Linked DNA regions of Bombyx mori: region 2 is linked to region 1. A link is a contact called in public Hi-C data. All regions are on one chromosome and are shown on one strand. The core of a region is the stretch at or near the end of the contact, and the rest is flanking DNA. Distances in the headings are between cores, read along the strand shown.

Evidence for each region. A called contact is a pair of places that touch in the nucleus more often than the background predicts.
Region 2: a Hi-C map of midgut shows a contact between it and region 1, with 1.5 times the contacts expected there. The contact joins the enhancer-like site here to the promoter of LOC101739850 in region 1. A contact is called at or near these places in 2 of 7 Hi-C or Micro-C datasets (midgut and posterior silk gland).

What each region holds. Positions count from the first base shown.
Region 1 is chr14:6,894,481-6,898,270 of ASM3026992v2, forward strand. It overlaps LOC101739850 (putative Ras-related protein Rab-33), which reads left to right and starts at 2,150. Exons shown (of 5, transcript XM_004933756.5): 1 at 2,150-3,073; 2 at 3,487-3,606. The coding sequence starts at 2,873. LOC101735725 (myotubularin-related protein 5) reads right to left here and starts at 1,061. Exons shown (of 40, transcript XM_038015237.2): 1 at 550-1,061. The coding sequence starts at 604.
Region 2 is chr14:6,933,476-6,937,643 of ASM3026992v2, forward strand. It overlaps LOC101735857 (E3 ubiquitin-protein ligase UBR1), which reads right to left. Exons shown (of 28, transcript XM_038015233.2): 3 at 1,811-1,959; 4 at 1,344-1,508; 5 at 509-663. Among protein-coding and RNA genes, the nearest start is that of LOC101735857, 11 kb to the right of the region's middle. Within about 2 kb of position 1,381, at least 2 of the 8 cell types and tissues checked have open chromatin away from gene starts, as enhancers often do.

The sequences.
Region 1 (3,790 bases), core at 900-3,399:
GACTGTATGACTCAATGCCCTACTACTAATATCACTTTTTAGTTTGTATGAAAGATGTATGGGTGACTATGACCAATTGCTCAACCACTAGCATTTCAATTTTAGAACTGTATACTTCTAAATTTAGTATATGCATTTGTTTTTGATTTAACATACATTTGTAGCTACAAACTAAAAACATTTTTATTTGAAAATTAAATTTAAACATATATCTGTTGCTTGGGAACTTAGTTGAGATTAGTTATGAATCAGTTTAGTCATTTAAAAAAACTCATAATGACGAAAATATTGGTTTATTAATGTGTTAAAAAAAATCCTCTCAGAATTTCTGTTGACATTACAATCCTGTAAGTAATCCTACTAAATAAATATACATATATTTATTTATTAAAATTTTATAAAAATTCATAACTGACGTAAGACTGGCTAAGAAAATGTTGTCAAATTTGTTACAAAAAATAGGTAGGTAAGTTTCACGCGTTCATATGTAAATTACATTAGCCTGATTGTGAATCGAATAATACTGAAGGCAGTACATAGTATACTCACTTTCTTTTTCGTGGTCGAATCCCACTATAACAAAGTAGTCGACGAGCCTGGACATGGCAATCCTACGACAACATTCGCGCACAAACACCACAAATTCACTTTTTAATCAAATTACAACAGTTTATCTACATTTTAAACAAAAATCCGTTTCATTACACATTTTCTTCAGGTACATTCTAAACGTAAACACTATTTCCGCGCTTAATTTAATTCAGGGCAAATCACGTAAACACCTGCTTTGTTTATCACTGTAGCAAGAAATTCGAAAACTAAAATAAAGATAAGAGATAGTCCGAACGCGGAGGTTAGTTGTCCGATGACATCAACTCAAACCGGTTTTCACAATTATAACATTTAAAAAAGAAAACAGAGTAATCGATATCTTTGCTATTAAAGTATACTCTTGATTTTGATCAGGAGTTATAGCGGGTTTCGCAATAAATCATGACATTCAATGAAGACTATCACTCATACGACCGAACGACCGACGGACATTTCTGATTGATAGTAATAACAACATTTGTCATTTTAGCGTAGTCAGTGCTGCTGCTTTAAAAAATGTTATACTTGTGAAAAAAAAACGCTAAAAAATAGTCTTTATTACATGCGTGAATGCACAAGCTTTTATCGTCGTTCAAAAGCAGCAATGCGTATACAATTGAAAAGTTACTTTAAGATTGAAGCAAAAGACTCAATTTAAAAGTTACGAATTAGTGAGTCCATGATTTTTTAGTATGGCAATTTTTACGTAATATTCTTTTTTGTATGGCAGTTGGCTTCTTGTGATAACATTGTTGCCAAAGTAGTACTTACAAAATCTTTGAAGAAAATGTCTTATACTGAGATAAATCAAATTAAAATATGAAAAGGGATAAGTTGAAATGAAGTAAATGTTCCAGCAAAATGTTGGGAATTTACTGCAACGTTACAGACTTTTTGGAAGAACCTCAGAATCCACCACTAGCTTCTTCAATACATTTACCCCTACATACATATGAAATTTCCCGGATTTCAAACTGTTACTAAGAGAACATTATTATTGAGCTATGATGATGATGATCTTACAAGCATCTTGGTATAGACTGAACTCTCTATCTCACTCGCATCCTTATCGGCCCCAGTAACCATAATCCAATCACAATAGTCGCTGATCGTTCACACCTATGTTGGGCACATGCACAAAACAACTGTCGACTTTTATAAAAAAAACAAGAGGCTGATCGTCGCAGGCTCTTAGGCTATTACAGTTTTACGACGAAATACTAAACTTTAAATACCCACCAAAAAGTGATTGACTAGTTCCAAGATTGGTGTCCTCAGTCCTTGCATCGTTATCACCTTACCCTCTAAAATGCGTTCCTAAGTATGGTTTAATAGAAGATATTATATATTTTACAAACTTACAAATTATATATTTTTGTCAAAATTAGACTGGTATTTAGGTTTAAATTTTAAAATTTCCGAATGACAAGTTCTAGGCAAACTACGGAAAAATTCTATAGGGTACTAATTTTTAATTGCTTTCAACAAAAAAATGTGCGTTTTTAAAATGGTAATTGTTTTCAGGAAAAATCTCAGACTCAAAAAACCTTTATCTAACCTCTTTTCTAGTTCCATTCATATAACATGTGTGGATTTTTAAAATGTGGTTTTATACACAATTACACACACACATATGTGGTTATACATATATACGCATATATTTTCTCGCCCTTGGACATAGCCAATGCCATGTCACTGTATTACCGAGCACTATTTTATAAACTTGCCTCAATGAAGGATAAGTCCGAGGAAGATATATAATATATTTAAATACGTATTTTATCTAGTTTTTAAATGAAGAGACGATGTGTGTTGACAAGTAATGCGGCGTTGTCACTCCTTTATTTAGATTTATTTTATCGTAATTATATTTAGGGCTACCGGTACATGTTCAGGAAGCTTATTAACAATTAAAATCTTTAAAAGCACAAACTTTATCTGTACATGGCGGAATAGCTTTTTCAGACAGATAGCTAGATACACTAACTTAGTGTAGACATACATAATAATATCATACATAGCTGTTTAGCATGCTGTATATTCGTAAATACACAGTAAGTAAAATCACGTAGGTATATCCTACAGTAATACAGTATGTAATCTGTATTATAACCTTCATCCTCATTTGTCAAATATATTAAGTGTATAATCTATGCTCATTTGATTTCCTCCTACACAAAACTTTGTGACAAAACAGAATTTGACAACGGACAACAAACACAAACATTGATGCTTACCCACCGAAACGATAAAAATGTAAAACTTGAAATATAAAAAAAAAATGTCAGTTAACGCCAGCCAGGATATACCTGGATTGAAGCAAAAAAAAGTATTTAAAATTATAGTTCTCGGTGATTCAGGTGTTGGGAAAACTTGTCTAACTTATCGTTTTTGTGAGGGCCAGTTTTTAAATAAATCTGAAGCTACAATCGGTGTTGATTTCAGAGAGAGAATCATTAAAATTCGTAATGAGGATATCAAGGTAAAGTTGTTACAAGAAAACAAGTACAAAATAAACTATTTCTAAATCATAAATACTAAAAGCTAATCATGAAACTAGTTGCCATCTGTAAAAGCGATCCTACACAATTAAATGTATAGATATGTTCTGTAAAGCTGTATATAAAATCGTTTGTTAAGTAATAATACTGGCATTTAACGCCCACTTTTGTTGTCTATATGAAACTACAGGGCTATCAATGCTTTTTGTCCCATAGCTTTTTAAGGGACTCTAAGCAAGATGTTAATTAACAATAACATTTCAAGAAAAAACAATAACATTGAACCACAAGACAACAAGACAAAAAGAAAATCCAAGACTTGATGACCCTGAGCAGTGCAATGGTTTAAAAAGTAGGATTCAAATATAATAATTAGTCTTAAAACAATTTTTAGCTCCAGTTATGGGACACTGCTGGACAAGAAAGATTTCGAAAATCAATGGTGCAGCACTACTATAGAAATGTTCATGCAGTTGTCATTGTTTATGATGTTACAAAGCCAGAAACGTTTCATGTATGTGTTTATGGAATTTTATTGATATCTTAACTATTTGAATGATTTATTAAAAATCATTATCATAACAACATTAATAACATATAAAAAAATGTAAAAATATTGTACAATTATAAGTTTGTCAAAAAACAATGACCACACATAGTCATAATTTTGTGTCTCTGCCTTTTTATAAATTTTCCCT
Region 2 (4,168 bases), core at 131-2,630, 38 kb after region 1:
AGTCCATGGGCGACGGTAACCACTCACCATCAGGTGGGCCGTATGCTCGTCTGCCTACAAAGGCAATAAAAAATAAATAAAAAAAATACGCTCGAGACACAACCATCTAGCCTATTTCTCTAATGCCACTAATTTCTTTAGTTCTCTAGTATCTCGATTTACTAAAAGACATTCGGAACATCGGAAATGCTTAAATGTATTTTCATTTTGATTGCTTAGATGGTTGGACGAGCTCACAGCCCACCTGGTGTTAGGTGGTTACTGGAGCCCATAGACATCTACAACGTAAATGCGCCACCCACCTTGAGATATAAATTCTAAGGTATCAGTATAGTTACAACGGCTGCCCCACCCTTCAAGCCGAAACGCATTACTGCTTCACGGCAGAAATAGGCGGGGTGGTGGCACCTACCCGTGCGGACTCACAAGAGGTCCTACCACCAGTAATTACGCAAGTTATAATTTTGCGGGTTTGGAACAGGTCTAAATCTATCTTAACTCAACTCACAGCATGCAAATCACAGAATGGATCCCGTTTCCAGGCCTCGGCGTCACCGCAGTCACAGCAGCCGCCGCCACCGGACTGCCCCATCTTGTACTTGTGGTGTCTATGAGCTGATACCTTGAAGCACTCCACGCAGAGTACGCAAGTGTTATCCATGCCTGAAATCGAAGTTTATGATGATAGACAGAGAAACTCAAGATCCATCTGATACTAAGGCGTTACTAGAAGCTTTGGTCACCAAACATAAGGTGAATGACTCGTCCATAGATAAAAGTGTTTGACCTCCTAATCTAAATTACAATAATAACGCATTAATGGTTCTCAAACTCTTTTTTATGATTAAATCTGATTACATTGCGCAAAAATAGACAAAATAACAGACGCTGGAACTGTTTACGTGTGATGAAAAATAAAAATATTATTACAATATTTGTGTAAAACTAGTTTTATGAGGAAAATATCTTTTTTTTACCTATGTTGATAGACTTGAGAGGCTATTTCAGCTGCGCCCTAACGCGTAGATGAGCTCACCGGGCTCAAACCGGGAGTGTTGCTGACACTGACCCTAGCAAGAGCAGTGCTTCGCAGAATCTTCCACCTGATCGGAAACGCGACCCACTGAGAAGATCCTGCGAGAAACTCAGTGGGCTGTGTCTATGGGTTAATTTACTCGGACGGTCAGCGGTGCTCGAGGTACCTAAAAACAGCGTTAATGGATCGGGAGGATCCGTAATGACATACTTAAGGCGACGTCGACTGTTTACCATTCGTTCCACAGGATCGTGTAAGAAAATATCATACTGTATCGTGTATCGTGTAGTACGTAATAATAACTCACCACATTCTCTGCAACTATATGCAGGTTCGCCTTGTTTGAACACCCGTCCGCAGAGTGTAGAGCGACGAGGGGGACCCGGTTGAGATCCTTCTGTTGTACCCCATATGAACTGTTCTAGGGGTTGGATGAGCAATTTGGCAGCTAGTTCCTCGTCGAAAGACCAGTCTGTATCGAAAATTCCAGATTGAAGCAAATTAAACATTAATAATTATAATACATTCTTCGAATTTTTTTCTTAGAGTCCCCTCAAAAGTTAAGGGGTCATGATATTAAAAGGAACATGAGATCGCCTATATAGATAGCGCTAAAATGATATGTGAAGGGGTGACATGGGTCCCTCACGGTTTAAAAACAAAAAACACCGTCAGGACGATATCTGGTGCAAAAAACACTTCGGGTCGATGTGCTAATGGTATTAATAAGTTTATTCTTGGAGACAAAGCGAAAAGTATAATAATGTACTTTACCCAAACATGTTCTGTTGGGTTGTGGCGAATATATTCTCGGAACGGTGACGCGCCAATGATCTTGAAAGTGCGAGGGCGCCAGTACACCCTCCTGCAGATTCTTCCGCCATAGTTCCACTACAGCATCAGCGCGAGCCGGCAACGTGTACCTGTTAGAGACCGGTTCGTCACTCATTTTCACTCCGCAACATTAAACATTTAGAGTAAACACTTTATAGTAGGATATAAATTTGTTATTGGTTCGATTATTCGTCTCACATGGCCCAAAAACACGACAACGAAAATAAATAATGATTACAGTAGAAAAAAACTACATTTTCTCAATACGTATCGAGTGCTTGAACACCCTTCCACTCAATGTCTAGTTTACTAACTAGACTGATAATAATATTTTAAATGCATCTGACCCTGGTTGATGTGATAATGATCCGCGCTTTGATTTGGCCGAGCGTCTAATTGGCAAGTAGATACCGGATGATTGAAACGTCCACATTTCAATACTTTGAGAATTGACTCACACCACTTTTGGTCCCAAGACACGGGCTTGCTTCCTGTTTATTCGTTCTGATATATTCATTTATATTTGCTTCCCTGTATGATCAAATAAAGCACAATATACCTAACGAGAATGAGGTTCGTAATGAGATCATCTAAACACTGATAGAGAATCGTTGGCTAAAAACAAGAATTTGTATTCGCGAATACGGTAACCAAAAACTCTTAATGAACGCTGGACAACTGTTTGAAGCGCAGGTAAACAATGTACTGTACGTATTTTGGCAGAGAGCCACTGAGGATGAGCTGTCTATTTATATTAGAAAAAAAAAAAAAACAAGACGTTACGATCTTGGATATCTGTTATTAAGATATTTTTAAAGGTTGTCAGATAAGTTAAAAATCTTAAGGTGACCAATGTTAATATGAATTAAATTTAAATTTATGAACGCCGCTATCCGCCTCTGTTATTTACATAGTTAGAAAGCGAATTGCAACATATTTCGTAATGCGCACGCTGGTTTTCAATGTATCATACTGTATTTGAAGTATAGGCTTTTTGACCAAGTTAAGATGACACTTGTTTAAAACCGTTTTAAAGTGCCATATACTTTCATTTTTGTTCTAATTATTTATTTAATTTGACGTTGGTTAGCCCACGAGAGATCAAGTATTAAATGGTAAGTAACTGAAATACTACTGCTTAGATGCAGTCACCCACTCGAAGCATGAGATCAAAGTCATTAGGGCGTCGTAAATAAAATTAAGAAGAATTAGAATTAAGTTAAGAAAATAAATAAAACGATGAATCAGACAATTTGTTCTAACGTATTCTATTATTATTAGTTTGGGTGTGCGTGTGTGTGTGGATAAAAATACTGTCACTTTTATTTAATAAGGTCACACAGGCTCGTCACACGCACACTAGAAATATCTAGCCTAGCACTAAATTATAACACAAGCAAAACCATTACCCCAGTTCGAAAAACGAAATTAAACACATCGTGTGCAAACGTCCGCACACAACCTGAATACCGCAATGTGCGAAAATAATTCGCATTACATCAAATAATAAAAGAATATATACACAGCCTAGTTATCGATTGAGGACAACGTTTCGCGCTAAAGCCAGTTTAGGAGCAAAAGGTGCGTGCAAAACATTACTTTATACGACTTCCAAAACAATCGTGAACACTTGAAAAAGTTACAGAAAGTTAAAGCAAAGGGAAATTAAAAACAGCGATACTTGGCTTAGACAAATAGTCATCGGTCAACGTGAGCTAAAACAAATGAGTTTTAATAACTACTTAATAAGTCAAATTGAATTAGTCAACAAATTAACACACTACTTGACAAAAAAATACGGGCTCTCGTATTATCGATTGATCTATGATTATATGATGTGACTTGGTAACTTGTGGGTCGCCTTAACAAGTGGCATTTACAAAAATTAAGTTATTCTTGTAATTTTCCATAACGTTAAATAAATTTACAAATTCAAATCAAAGCTACTGTGTATCCTCTATTGAGCTTTCATGAAAGTTCACCTAGAAACTCAACAAATAGCTTTCGGGTCATCGACAAGTCAACTATCTTAGATTGTAGTATTGTTATTGCTTAAACGCATGTTGTTAATATGAAATGTTTTTAGGGTTCCGTACCCAAGCCGTAAGAAAAATGTTTAAATATATTATGGTTTTAATGGTTCTAAATGTATTATGAATACCTTGAAGTAATTTATGAATCCCTTCATAATTATTCGAATCATTATCTGCACAGGTATTCACCAAACTAACCACTAGCTTCTGACTGACGTTAAAATGAGAATACATTTTACTATAAAAATGGCTTCTAATTATTTAT